Regions from separate parts of the Rattus norvegicus genome. Here region 2 is linked to region 1. Evidence: chromatin contacts called from public Hi-C data. All regions are on one chromosome and are shown on one strand. Each heading gives the region's core, a stretch centred on a gene start, on an enhancer-like site or on the middle of the called end of the contact. The rest is flanking DNA. Distances are from core to core; before and after follow the strand shown.

Evidence for each region. A called contact is a pair of places that touch in the nucleus more often than the background predicts.
Region 2: a Hi-C map of kidney shows a contact between it and region 1, with 2.1 times the contacts expected there. The contact joins the promoter of Tsc22d2 here to the enhancer-like site in region 1. A contact is called at or near these places in 6 of 12 Hi-C or Micro-C datasets (the A7r5 cell line, the Rat2 cell line, Schwann cells and 3 more).

Annotation. Positions count from the first base shown.
Region 1 is chr2:144,747,203-144,753,211 of GRCr8, forward strand. The region is part of intron 1 of Rpl12-ps2 (ribosomal protein L12, pseudogene 2); the gene reads right to left. Among named protein-coding and RNA genes, the nearest start is that of Rpl12-ps2, 37 kb to the right of the region's middle. Within about 2 kb of position 4,284, at least 28 of the 93 cell types and tissues checked have an H3K27ac peak or open chromatin away from gene starts, as enhancers often do. A contact at or near this core is called in the A7r5 cell line, Schwann cells and kidney, where this site is marked.
Region 2 is chr2:144,792,642-144,798,926 of GRCr8, forward strand. It overlaps Tsc22d2 (TSC22 domain family, member 2), which reads left to right and starts at 4,399. Exons shown (of 4, transcript NM_001191960.1): 1 at 4,399-6,285. The coding sequence starts at 4,399.

The sequences.
Region 1 (6,009 bases), core at 3,034-5,533:
TAGCAGGAATCTATGTGAAGAATATATAGAAATTCCTCAGAATATTTTTTTTCTTACTTTTTTTTTTTTTTTGGTTCTTTTTTTCCGGAGCTGGGGACCAAACCCAGGGCCTTGCGCTTCCTAGGCAAGCGCTCTACCACTGAGCTAAATCCCCAACCTCCTCAGAATATTTTTGCAAAATTGTTTTGGTCTTTGTTTAGAATATAAGGTCTTGACCTTGCTGGCCCAGTGTTCTTCTACTGAGCTATATATCTGATGCTTTCTTTTGCAATTTTTGATATGTCTGAATTACTTTAAAACAGAAACTTAGAGAGAACGAAACTATTACTAAGTGACAGAGGCAGTGTCTGAGGCTCACATGTCTCTAACACAAATAGCTACTGAACGGAAGTAGAGCATTTTTGTCTGTGGCCTCCATTTCTCGCCAATGACTGTACCAGGTTCTCTGAGTGAATACACACTTGTAACATAACATATACCTACCCTATCATGTCCATCTGACTGTTCAGCGCGTACCTAAAAGTTACCCGTGCCATTTTACCTTCCATTGCTTGGTGACTCTCTTACCTCTAGGCCTTAGAATATGCTCATTTACCTAGAGATGCACCATTGATCTTTCTCAGACACTGATCTCTAAATGTGTGTTTGTAAAGCTTTTCTCAGACCTCCATTCTGTCCAAGTAGAACTCATTGCTGCACTTTCAGCTCCCTGGAACTGGGATTTTTCTGCACAGCATTTGTTGTAATGGCTTACAATTAGGTGAGGACACATCTCCATTAGGACACTTGTTTATGTCTTCTTCTCCTTTGTACTGTTAGTTTATAGGGAGCAAAACCCAACTCCCAGTTCTTGTTCTTGACACAAGAACTAACAAATGATGGGTCTCTCATTGATTCCTAGAAAATAAAATACTGAAATATTAGTAGCCTAATGCAACATGCCTTTATTTTTCTGCACCATCTCTTAGTGTCACAAATGCAGGATTGGCTTAGCTGAGTTGTGACTCGGGGTCTTTCATAGGCACAAGTCCAAATGTCAGGTCCTAAAGGCTGCAACACTGACTTCTTGTGCATAGGAGCCTAGAGTTAACCTGCAGTACTGCCAAAGGCCAGTGGTGGGAGGGACCAGAGCTACAGTCACACAAAGGCATGTTTGGGGCTGTTGATTCTACTTCTAAGACATCTAAGTCACATAACTGTTGACCAAAACCTTCCCTTCCTCTCTGTTAGCAGACCTTGGTTGTTCTTCCAAAATGAGCCTCTATAGGTTTCTGAGTATCCTCATGACACAGACACGGCAGCTGGCTTCCTTCCGAGAAAATGACCTCAGAGAGAGCAGAGTAGAAGTCATGGCGTCTGTTAAAACCTATCTGTGAAATGACATACATGTTTACCATATCCGGTTAGCACTGTACTATGCCAGCAGGGCACAGCAGAAAACACAGACCATCGGGCACCAACCTAGGAACTCCCTCAGTGTCTGAGTAAATGAAGTGAACTTCTTCCGACCATATCCCAAAGCACTTAATGATCAAAAGGCCGGAGAGAACTCATTTATCTTAAGGCAGTCTCGGCTATAAAAATATCCCTAGACGTTGATTAGGATCGCAAACAGCATGAGTAAACATTCCAGGCATTATTCATCCTCTTTGAATAGAAGGATCTTTTCTTCATTCAGGAATATAGACTTAGAGCTGGGAAGAAGTGGCCAGGAAGTTCAGATGACACGAGTGGCTTCCTATCCACTGAGTTAGCGTTAGCTTTATGTCCACTGCCATTGACTTATTCACAATGGTAAGTGTACCCTCTGCTAAAGGGTCATTCCTGAATTCAGCAGTAGTTGCCAGCAGTAGTTGTGATGTTCCCTTTCCTAATTTTGAGACTTCTAATGCTATTTTTTCTTCTACATCCTATTCTCTCATATTAAAAGTAATACAAATCCTTGATTATCCCTGTAGATTTTTATAGAAGAGTCTCATATTGCATAAGAACTGTGCTCCCTGGAGCAAGATTCATGACTGCATGGTCTTATCTCTTAATCACATGCTAGCTCCCTGTGTGGACTGTCCTTTCTCTAACCTCTATGTCAACCCTTAAAACTCCACCAGTTTTTCTAGTTCTAGCCAAGCCTCTCCCCCTTCCACAGATTCTCTACAGAGGACTTTCTTCCCTGTTTGAACAATCATATCTTACGATTTTTTTCCACTGTATGGTATTTACTAAGATATGTCCTACATATTTTTAGTCTCTGCCTCTCCAAAAAAAATATTCCTTAAATTATTAAATGGATGTATTCAATTTTTCTTTAATAGAGTAAGAGTTTCAATCTACCCCAGGCTCTTGCTTTTTGAAAACTCTGAAATGTTTCTGAAGTATTCAACCTGTTGGTTTCTTAGTTTGCAGCCTTGTGCTTTCTATTGATTTCAGTGTTTGTAAATTGTTACATTTTAAAGGCAGGGGTGCCTTCCATGAAACTAATAGAGTATTACATAGCAGAATGTCTATAGGCCTTTAACAAAATTAAACCTACTCATCAGACGCATTTCTAGAGCCTTCTGGAAACATGTGTCACGCTCATGGGTGGCTGCATTCCAGAGAACTGAATATGTGCTACAGAGCAAGAGCAGTGCTAGGGGCAGGGAGAAAACCCTTACAAGGCGAGAGAGCTGATGGGACTCCAAGCTCCAGGCTAAATGAGGAATGAGGCAGTGCTGTTTTGAAATGCTGAGTTCAGTGCGGAAAAAAAAGAGAAGTAAAGGGAGACAGGCATCTGCCCGTATCCAGCGTATCAGCCAGACTCGTCAGTTGGAGAAGGAGCTTCAGGGGGTCTAAATTTATGGTCTAAGTCAGAGCAACCACCCTAGGTGGTTTCTAGGCCATTTCTAGCCTCCCTTTACCAGCCTCCACTCCTTGGAAGATTTTAAGACCAAGACAGCGCTCTCAGAACCTCTTGAGAAACCAGCCCTTCCCTTAATTTCCCTCTTGTCCTGTGGCAGGGGACCTGCAGTAAAGCTCTAGATCTGAGGGAGGTGATAAGGAGGGAGGGTCCTGATTCTGCCACTCAGAAGCTGACAAGCTGCCTGACTGCTTAGAACTTCAGTTTTCTCCCCCTATAAAGCTATAAAGCTAGCCACTAATACCTACGATCTGGCTTGCACATTAGCTGCTGTTCAATAAACAGCAGCTATCGAAACAACACAGCACTGCGTTAAACACGCAGAATCCAGATCTCGACAGGAACGGCACCATGACTCAACATCTACCTTCTGTGTGGCAGAATTTCCCAGTCCCCGGCTCCCGATCTCCCATAATAGGGATGATAAGAATCATTTCATTGGCAGAGTTAATGAATGGATGGCGTGGTTCTTGTTCAGAGCTGGTTACATTACAAGCATTCAGTAGACTAAGGAGCAGTAGGTAGTGTAATTGTCGTTATCACAATAATGCAACAGGAGGCAACAACCAAGACTGCTGAGCTGCTGCTGAGCTCTCTGCCCTCAGTTTTCTTGATTGTGAGATCCTAGCGTCTCCATTCCCTTCTCGGTAAGTAGCTTAGAGACAGCATAGTGGTTGCTTCGTTGGACTAAGCTCACCGGTATATGGTCATCCCTTAGAACAACTCGGGTACACAGTGAACAATAATTCTTAGACATTATCACATAAGTTGCCCTCATACCTCTACTTTAGGGGCATTTCCATCAGTAGTTTTAGAGTGTGAGATTTTTAAGCAGTTAAATAAATTGGAAGTTTGAGTGCTCTCTGCTGATTAATCTACACTACCATTTCCCCCTGGAAATAATTCAGGCTCTCAGCCATAAGCAGTTTGCAACTGGGCCCCAGCGGACTGTTCCTTCAGTGTGGACATACAAAGCAATGAACTGCATCTTGTAAACCAGTCCTTCCAGAAAGAGACAACAACATTGTCGTTGTCTCCTTTCTCTGGCCCTTTATCCTCCACAGGCTGTCCCTGTGGAGGGAAGAGACTTTACAGTTAGGCACGTTGCTAAATCTCCAGCTAGGCTTCAGCCTGGGCAGGACACGCCAAAGCTCCCGGAGTGTACTGCAGAAACTCATTTAGCTCTGGGAAAGGTTTACAGTCCAGGAAGCATTTTTTTCCCCTTTGTCTTCAGCCAATAATCTGGCAACTCAGTGATGTCACCCTGCTGTTATGCAAAATGACTTAACTGTTGGAAAGGTGACAGGAATTCCAGTGACTGCAGGATCACAATGAAACTGCTTAGCTGCTCACTTAGTCATATTACACATCACAGATAAGTCACTTTCGAGCTGTGATTAACCAACTGCTCAAAGAGCGCCAGGGTCAGAATAGAAAAGTCAGGGCCCGTGCCTCATGCTTTAAATGATCACATCCAGTCATTGCAGCGTCTGAATCATGTACACGAGGTGTTCATCCCAGTAACACCAGGCCCTTGAAAGGAAACAGCTGGAAGAAAGAAAGTACGTTTTTTCTGCCGAAAAAAGTTTATACAAAATTGCTGTGTCCCTCTCCTAAAATCAGTCATTGGAGCCTCCTGATGACTTTACCAATCCAAAGCCAATGGGAGAGGAGGCTGTGCTCTCTGAGAGCAGGAGTTGCTGCCACACCTTCTTCTTTTGCTCACCCAGACTGGCCTCTGTCACTGGTCACAAGAGGTGGGTACCATCTTGTTCTACAGTATCAGTTGTTAAAATAATGCTTACATTTCTCTGATTTGTTTTTTAAATTAACCAACACTGAAAAGCGCAAAAGGAAGGAAAGCCTCCACCACCCTTCCCTCCTAAAAACTAAACTGGGTTTCAGTTCCTGTACCAGCTAGGACCGTATAATACAACACAAATCCTTACCTGGCATTGTGCTGGGCATTGAAAGACTAAAAAGACGCCCACACTTGCCCCTGAAGGAGTCCACAGCGTAAAGTAATAAGGTGCCTGATTCAAAAACAGGCGTTTAGCAGAAGCTGGGAAGTGCAGAATGTAAAGTGGGAAGCAAGCACAGAGGGGTTTATCCCTGCAGATTCTCCTAGACCAGGTTACTGAAGGGTTTATAAACTATGAAGATTAACAGAGAGCAAAGCCTTAGAAATGTTTAGAGCAATGTCAATAATTTTTTTCAAAGCAATACTTTGATTGTTTCCTTAGGAATTGCACCTTGTATACCCCAATTGTGCTCATTTCCCAGTCCTCCCATGCCCTTTTCCTCCAACACTAACAGCAAGAAGTCCAATGTGTATTGCCCATACACTTACTGGAGCATAGTTAAACTCCAGTGGCCTGCCCCCTAAAGAAAATTGAGTTCCTCACCTGCGCCCCCTCCAGAAGCCATCAGTTGTAGAGAGCTACACTTCAGCATCCTTATCACCTCATCATCCTTATATTATTTTTTCTATTATTATGTCTTCTTTTATTTATTTATTTATTTATTTATTTATTTATTTATTAACTTGAGTATTTCTTATTTACATTTCGATTGTTATTCCTTTTCCCGGTTTCCGGGCCAACATCCCCCTAATCCCTCCCCCTCCCCTTCTTTATGGGTGTTCCCCTCCCCATCCTCCCCCCATTACCGCCCTCCCCCCAACAATCACGTTCACTGGGGGTTCAGTCTTAGCAGGACCAAGGGCTTCGCCTTCCACTGGTGCTCTTACTAGGCTATTCACTGCTACCTATGAGGTCAGAGTCCAGGGTCAGTCCATGTATAGTCTTTGGGTAGTGGCTTAGTCCCTGGAAGCTCTGGTTGGTGGGCATTGTTGTTCATATGTGGTCTCGAGCCCCTTCAAGCTCTTCCAGTTCTTTCTCTGATTCCTTCAACGGGGGACCTATTCTCAGTTCAGTGGTTTGCTGCTGGGATTCACCTCTGTATTTGCTGTATTCTGGCTGTGTCTCTCAGGAGCGATCTACATCCGGCTCCTGTCAGTCTGCACTTCTTTGCTTCATCCATCTTGTCTAATTGGGTGGCTGTATATGTATGGGCCACATGTGGGGCAGGCTCTGAATGGGTGTTCCTTCAGT
Region 2 (6,285 bases), core at 3,149-5,648, 46 kb after region 1:
TGAGGATCTGTTAATGTGATACTGCTTCAGAAATGGAGTGCCAGGAAAACCTTAGTAAAAATCTAAAGAGTGCTTGCTTACACAACTGTGTATTTTTTTTATTGATTCCTTTTTTATTTTTAAAGATTTACTTTATATATATGAGTACACTGTAGCTGTCTTCAAACATACCAGGAGAGGGCATCGGATCCCATCACAGATGGTTGTGAGCCACCATGTGGTTGCTGGGAATTGAACTCAGGACCTCTGGAAGAGCAGTCAGTGCTCTTAGCCACTGAGCCATCTCTCTAGCCCCAATTGATTCCTTTTAAAAGCTGAAAAACACTCCTTCATTTTGTGTTTTTTCAAGTAATTTGGAAAACTTCTGGTCTCCCATGGAGGCAAAAGAAGAAGAAGGAAGAGAAGGAGGAGAAGGAGGAGGGAAGGAAGGAAGGAAGGGAAGGAAAGAAAGAGAGAAAGAAAGAAAGAAAGAAAGAAAGAAAGAAAGAAAGAAAGAAAGACAGACAAACAAACATGAACTTTTTCTAAATCCCAGAATCAACATGATGGCTGGAACGTAGGCTGTCCAATGTACAGTAAATATCACTGGGTTTAGTATCACTTCTGAAGATATTTTCCTTAATGTAGATAGTTGCTTAACTTCTACTGAAAACATCATGCATTTCTTCTGAGTCTTTCATGGGCCATCATTCACTGGTAGATGGAGATGTTAGGCTTTCTTGAGAACCCATGGGTCTTGTCTACCATCTGATGACTAGAAGTGCAAGAATCCGGAAGACAGTGGCCTAGCGGAAGTGTGCTCTTTACAAATAATGCAAAGCTCACGTTGCCGCAGCATTGTTTTTTCATCAGTGCAGCGAGGCCTTAGTTTTTAGGGTTGTTTTTCCCCCTACGTTGTTCTTTCTTCTGTACTTCCCGTATGCTGCTGAAAACTGAAGTCTTTGGGGAAGTACCAGATGTAAGTCAAATGGTCAAGTTGGGGGCTAAGAGAGCAGAATCAGGATTCCCACTGCCTCCAGTGCATGGTTTGTGGGTACAGGCATGGAGCCAGGATAACTGCATTAACGCCTTTAAGTCTGGCTCTCCAGGGACCTCTCCAATTCCAATGAGGCTGCATGTTACTTATTAACAACTCTCTACACACTAGCAAAGGTACTTACACGAAGGCTGCAGTCTATTGACTGATTTACTTTTTATTGATTTTATTATTTATTTATTTTTTGTCATTTTGTTATTTGTAGACTTTTAATTCCTTGTGGACAACTATGAATTATATTCTTTTTGTAGTTTGGGAATAGTTTGGTTGTCCTTTATACATAGATTTCAAAATTCCTACATCTAAGAATTCTTTTCATTTCTTCCCAACAGTCTAAAGTAAAAAAAATTCTCATTTTCTCTCTCTTTTTTTTTAACCTAGGATTTGCTTGTTTGTTAAGAAACAGGATATTAATGAGGTAGGAAGGTGACTGGCCTGAAACTCCTGTGCTCAAGTGATCCATCTGTCTCAGCTTCATGAGTTCTGCATTTTTTTAAGGGAAAAATATACAAAAGTGGGGTCTTTAACTGTTTGGAAAATGCTATTCTCAAGAAAACAGTTAAAAACACACACACACACACACACAACTTCATGAAACATCTAAATATTTTAACTTAATCCTAAGATGTCTTTTTTAACACTTTCTACTCCCCTTGTAGAAGAAATGTTGTTCTTGTTTCTTCAAATTAGTTTTATGTTTACATTCCTGTCATAGTAGAGCTCACCTGTTGTTTAAGAATGAATGCTTACAGATTACTCTTCCCCCTTTAATTGTGTGACAGAGGAATATCACACTAATAATCAGAAAGGGAAATTTACATAATAAGATAATGCAATATCATGATCAGGCATATGGTATTTATTTTTCTGAAACTAACATAGTTTCATAAACTGATAACCAATTTTAACATCAAAATTAAAATAATCTATTATAAATTCACATTGGATTTAACAAGCCAATTATTTCTACCATATTGTCTTGAGAAATTACTGATTACAGATTTAGAAATGAAGTATTCCATCAGCTATCTCAGGCATAATAATAACAGCATGTAACAGTTTCGTTTTTTCCTGTGCCCCCTCAAGAAACAGGGAGGTATTGGTTTTTATACTGACCTCTGTCATTTGGGTTTGAAGCACAGTTTCTATTGAGTTTAAAATATTTATCTCTGTAAATTACAGCTAAGTACCTTAAAAAACTGTGTAAATTTTAATTCTCAATCTGTTGTTGGATAAAAGAGTTCTTTTACGGTTGAAGAACTGAGTAAACTACTTTAAATGAGTCAGCCTGATATGATCTCTAAAAGCTGCAATAAATCTGACATCTTGAGTTCCAGCAAAACTTCTCAGACTTTAGCTAAATGGGAGCTCTTTTCATATATCAAGAGTTCAAGAGTGGCCAGTGTTTAAAATAACATCCTCACCCTCCCAATGTGGAGCTGATTGCCAGCACTTGGGAGGCAGAGGCAGGAAGCTCACTCTAAGTTCAAGGCCACTTTGGTTTAAGTAAGTAGCCTAGGCTACAACAGGTCTCTCTCCCTCTTTTTTTTTTTTTTTTTTCAAATGGACTCTTGGTTTTGATTAGGAAGTAGCTACCAGATGGAAAATTCAGTGGCACTTTCAGAGCTGCTGTCTGACTTAGTCCTGGAAGAAAGAGGTATTTTATTGTGCATGATGCAAACCAAGTAACAACAAGGCCTTAGCACAATCAAAAGAGCTCCACTTATTTAACACCATAGGCTCTTCAACTTTGGAACCTATAAGCAGATTTCACGTTCAACGTCTCAAAAGTTAAATGAACTCTTGCAGGCTTGAATCACAGCAAATCCTGGGAAATTTGGAATATGTTACTAACTCCTAATCTTTTTCGAAACCCGACTTTACTCTGGGCAAGTAATCATCCCTAACGCTGTTGTTGAAAACAGAATTTCTGTCTGAAAGATCATCTTTCTAATTCAGTCTGGCTTGCTGTTCTGTGTTTGTCACCCTCGTTTCTCTTAAATCTCACTTCTCCGACTATCATATTTTCAGGGCTTTTTAACGCGACTCGCTTTCTCCAGACATACATCTCTTCTGCAGCTGGATCGCCCTACTTTTCTCCCCTATCACCCGGGTTCCACTAAGACTCTGTTAAACGTTAGACCCAGCACATGACCTCGGGTCATCCAGGATTTCCACACGCCGGCACTAAACCGTGCGACGTTCCAGGATTGCAAATAAAAACCGTCCTCTGGCGTCTCAACTCCTAATGAACCTGCAGCGTAAAATTTAAATTTGAAAAAATTTTAAATAAAGAACCCGCTCCCTTTTCTCTGCCCTTTGGCCCCGCCCACGAACCCCCCTCAAGCCTCCACGAGAAGCTGCAGGAAACCGGAGGGGGCGGGGCGGTGACGTCACGACGCCGACGCGTCACGGAACGGCGGCGGCTGCGGCGCTGGCGGTGGCTGCGGCAGCGGCGGCATTTTAGTCTGCGGCGGCAGCGGCTGCGGGGCTGCTGCTCCTCCCAGCATCCCTGGCGCGGCCATTTCAGCCCCATCTTGGCCGAGTGGAGGGAGCTGCAGCCGCTGCTTCAGCAGTTTGAATTTCAGTTTTTCCGGAGTCTACGAACCGGCCGCGCCGAGGAGAAGCGGAAGACGCCTCCACCGGTCCCCCTCACGCCGCCGAGCGCCTCCGCACGCTTGCCGTTCCTTCAGCCGCCGCCGCCCCTCACGCGCCTCAGAGCCGCGAGGAGGCCGGGCCCGCCGCAGCGGGTGGCTCCCTGAGGGAGGCCAGACTGCCGGCCTTCCCCGCCCCCGAGCGGGCTTCCGCCGCCACCGCCGGCATGGCCCCGGGACTGCGCTCGGGCTAGAGCCCGGGACGGAGGGCTGCCTCCCGCCGCGGACCTCCAGCCCCGTCAGGAAGCGCCGGTCCCGGCCTCGCCGCTCCGCCTTCTTCCTCCGCGTCGCCGCGCGGGAGCAGCCGCGGGACCCGGCCAAAAGAGCCCGAGCGGGGCAGAACCGCCCCTCACGCCGCCGCCGCCGCCTCCTGCGCCCTGCGCTCCACCCCCAGCCGGGCCTGCTGACCGCGCCGAGCGCCGGGCTGGACTGACCGCGGCGGCTGAGCTGTGCGAGCAGCCGGCCCGCCCCTGAACCACGCTCGGACCGTCACTGACGGGTTGAATTGAGGCACCACTGCCGCGGGAGGTGAGAAGGAAGGAGGAGGATGTCGCGCCTAGACGCCGGCGCCCAGAGCAGCCCGTGACTTGCGGCGTGGGCCGTAGACCCAGGCGCGAACTCGGACTTTGTCTTTGGGGGCCCGTGCTCGGCCCTTCTCGGTTTCCGGTGGGGTCCCAGAGGAGCCTCTGTCCTCCAGCCTTTTCCACCATGTCCAAGATGCCGGCCAAGAAGAAGAGCTGCTTCCAGATCACCAGTGTCACCACGGCCCAGGTGGCCACTAGCATCACCGAGGACACCGAGAGCCTGGACGACCCGGACGAGTCGCGCACGGAGGACGTGTCCTCCGAGATCTTCGACGTTTCTCGGGCCACGGATTACGGCCCAGAGGAGGTGTGCGAGCGCAGCTCCTCGGAAGAGACGCTCAACAATGTCGGGGATGCGGAAACTCCCGGGACTGTGTCCCCGAACCTCATCCTAGATGGGCAGCTGGCAGCCGCTTCAGCTGTGCCCGCCAACGGAGGCGGCGGCGTGCCGGCCCGGAGCGTGGCAGGGGCACTCTCCCAGACCCTGGCGGCGGTTGCCACTTCAGTGTCTGCTCCTGGGCCAAGTAGTGCAACTCCATCTCAGCCCCCTGCCACTTGTAGTTCCCGTTTCCGCGTGATCAAACTAGACCACGGGAGCGGAGAGCCGTATCGGCGCGGCCGATGGACGTGTATGGAATACTACGAGCGGGATTCAGATAGTAGCGTCCTCAGTAGGTCCGGGGATTGCATTAGACACAGCAATACTTTGGAGCAGACTGCAGAGCGGGACAGCGGCTTGGGCGCCACCGGAGGGTCGGTGGTGGTGGTGGTGGCCTCCATGCAGGGGGCGCACGGGCTGGACTCGGGAACTGACAGCTCCTTGACTGCTGTGTCACAGCTACCCCCGTCGGAGAAAATGAGCCAGCCCACTCTCGCCCAGCCGCAGAGTTTCAGCGTTGGGCAGCCACAGCCTCCACCGCCCGTAGGTGGGGCTGTGGCTCCAAGTTCGGTGTCGCTGCCGCTGTTCCCCGGAGCAGCGACCGGGTCGCAGCCAATGACGGCAGCCACTCAGCCAACTCAGCTCCAGGGAGCCGTAGCCGGCGGCGCCCTCCCCGGGCCTGTTGGCCAGGGGCTGCCGCCGCCGCCGAATGTCAACCTGGCACAGCCTGTGGCCCTGACAGCTCAGCCTGGCCCGGCGGTCGGCTCCTCGTTGTCACAGCAGTTCGCCTATCCCCAGCCTCCGATACCACCCGGGCATTTGTTGCCGGTCCAGCCATCGGGCCAGAGTGAGTACCTGCCGCCGCACGTGGCCCTGCAGCCACCAAGCCCTGCGCAGCCCTTGTCTACCAGCGCTAGCGCGACCTCTGCTTCAGCGGCCAGCTTTCCTCTGGGATCTGGCCAGAGCGTTTCTTCCTTGGGTGCCCAGATGATGGGCGCCTCTGCCCAGCCCAGTGAAGTCGTGGCCCCGGGTCCGGTTCCCGTGGGCCAGGCCGCTCCTTGTCAGCCGGCCGGAGTGGCCCCAGCTGCTATAGGAGGCGTGGTGCAGCCTGGCTCTGGGCTGACCGGGGTTGGGCAGCCCCAGTCCGTGCAGCCTCCGCCACATATGGGTGGCAGTGTTCAGCTGTCAGCCGTGCCTGGTGGTCCTCACACCGTGGTGCCCGGAGTTCCAAACGTGCCTGCAGCGGTACCCGTTCCAAGCGTGCCTGTTGTGCCCACCACTTCTGTTACTATGCCAAATGTACCCGCGCCTCTGGGCCAGTCTCAGCAGCTGAGCGGCCATACGCCAGTCAGCCGGAGCAGCAGCGTCATCCAGCAAGTTGGTCCACCCTTAGCGCAAGGCACACACAGTGCACCAACAAGTCTACCACAGTCTGATCTAAGCCAGTTTCAGACTCAGACCCAGTCTTTAGTCAGGCAAATTGACGATACTAGAAGAAAATCAGAACCCCTACCTCAAGCACCACTTTCTCTCATTGCTGAAAATAAGCCTGTTGTGAAGCCTCCAGTTGCAGATGCCCTGGCAAACCCTCTTCAATTAACACCTATGAACAGTCTGGCCACCTCTGTATTC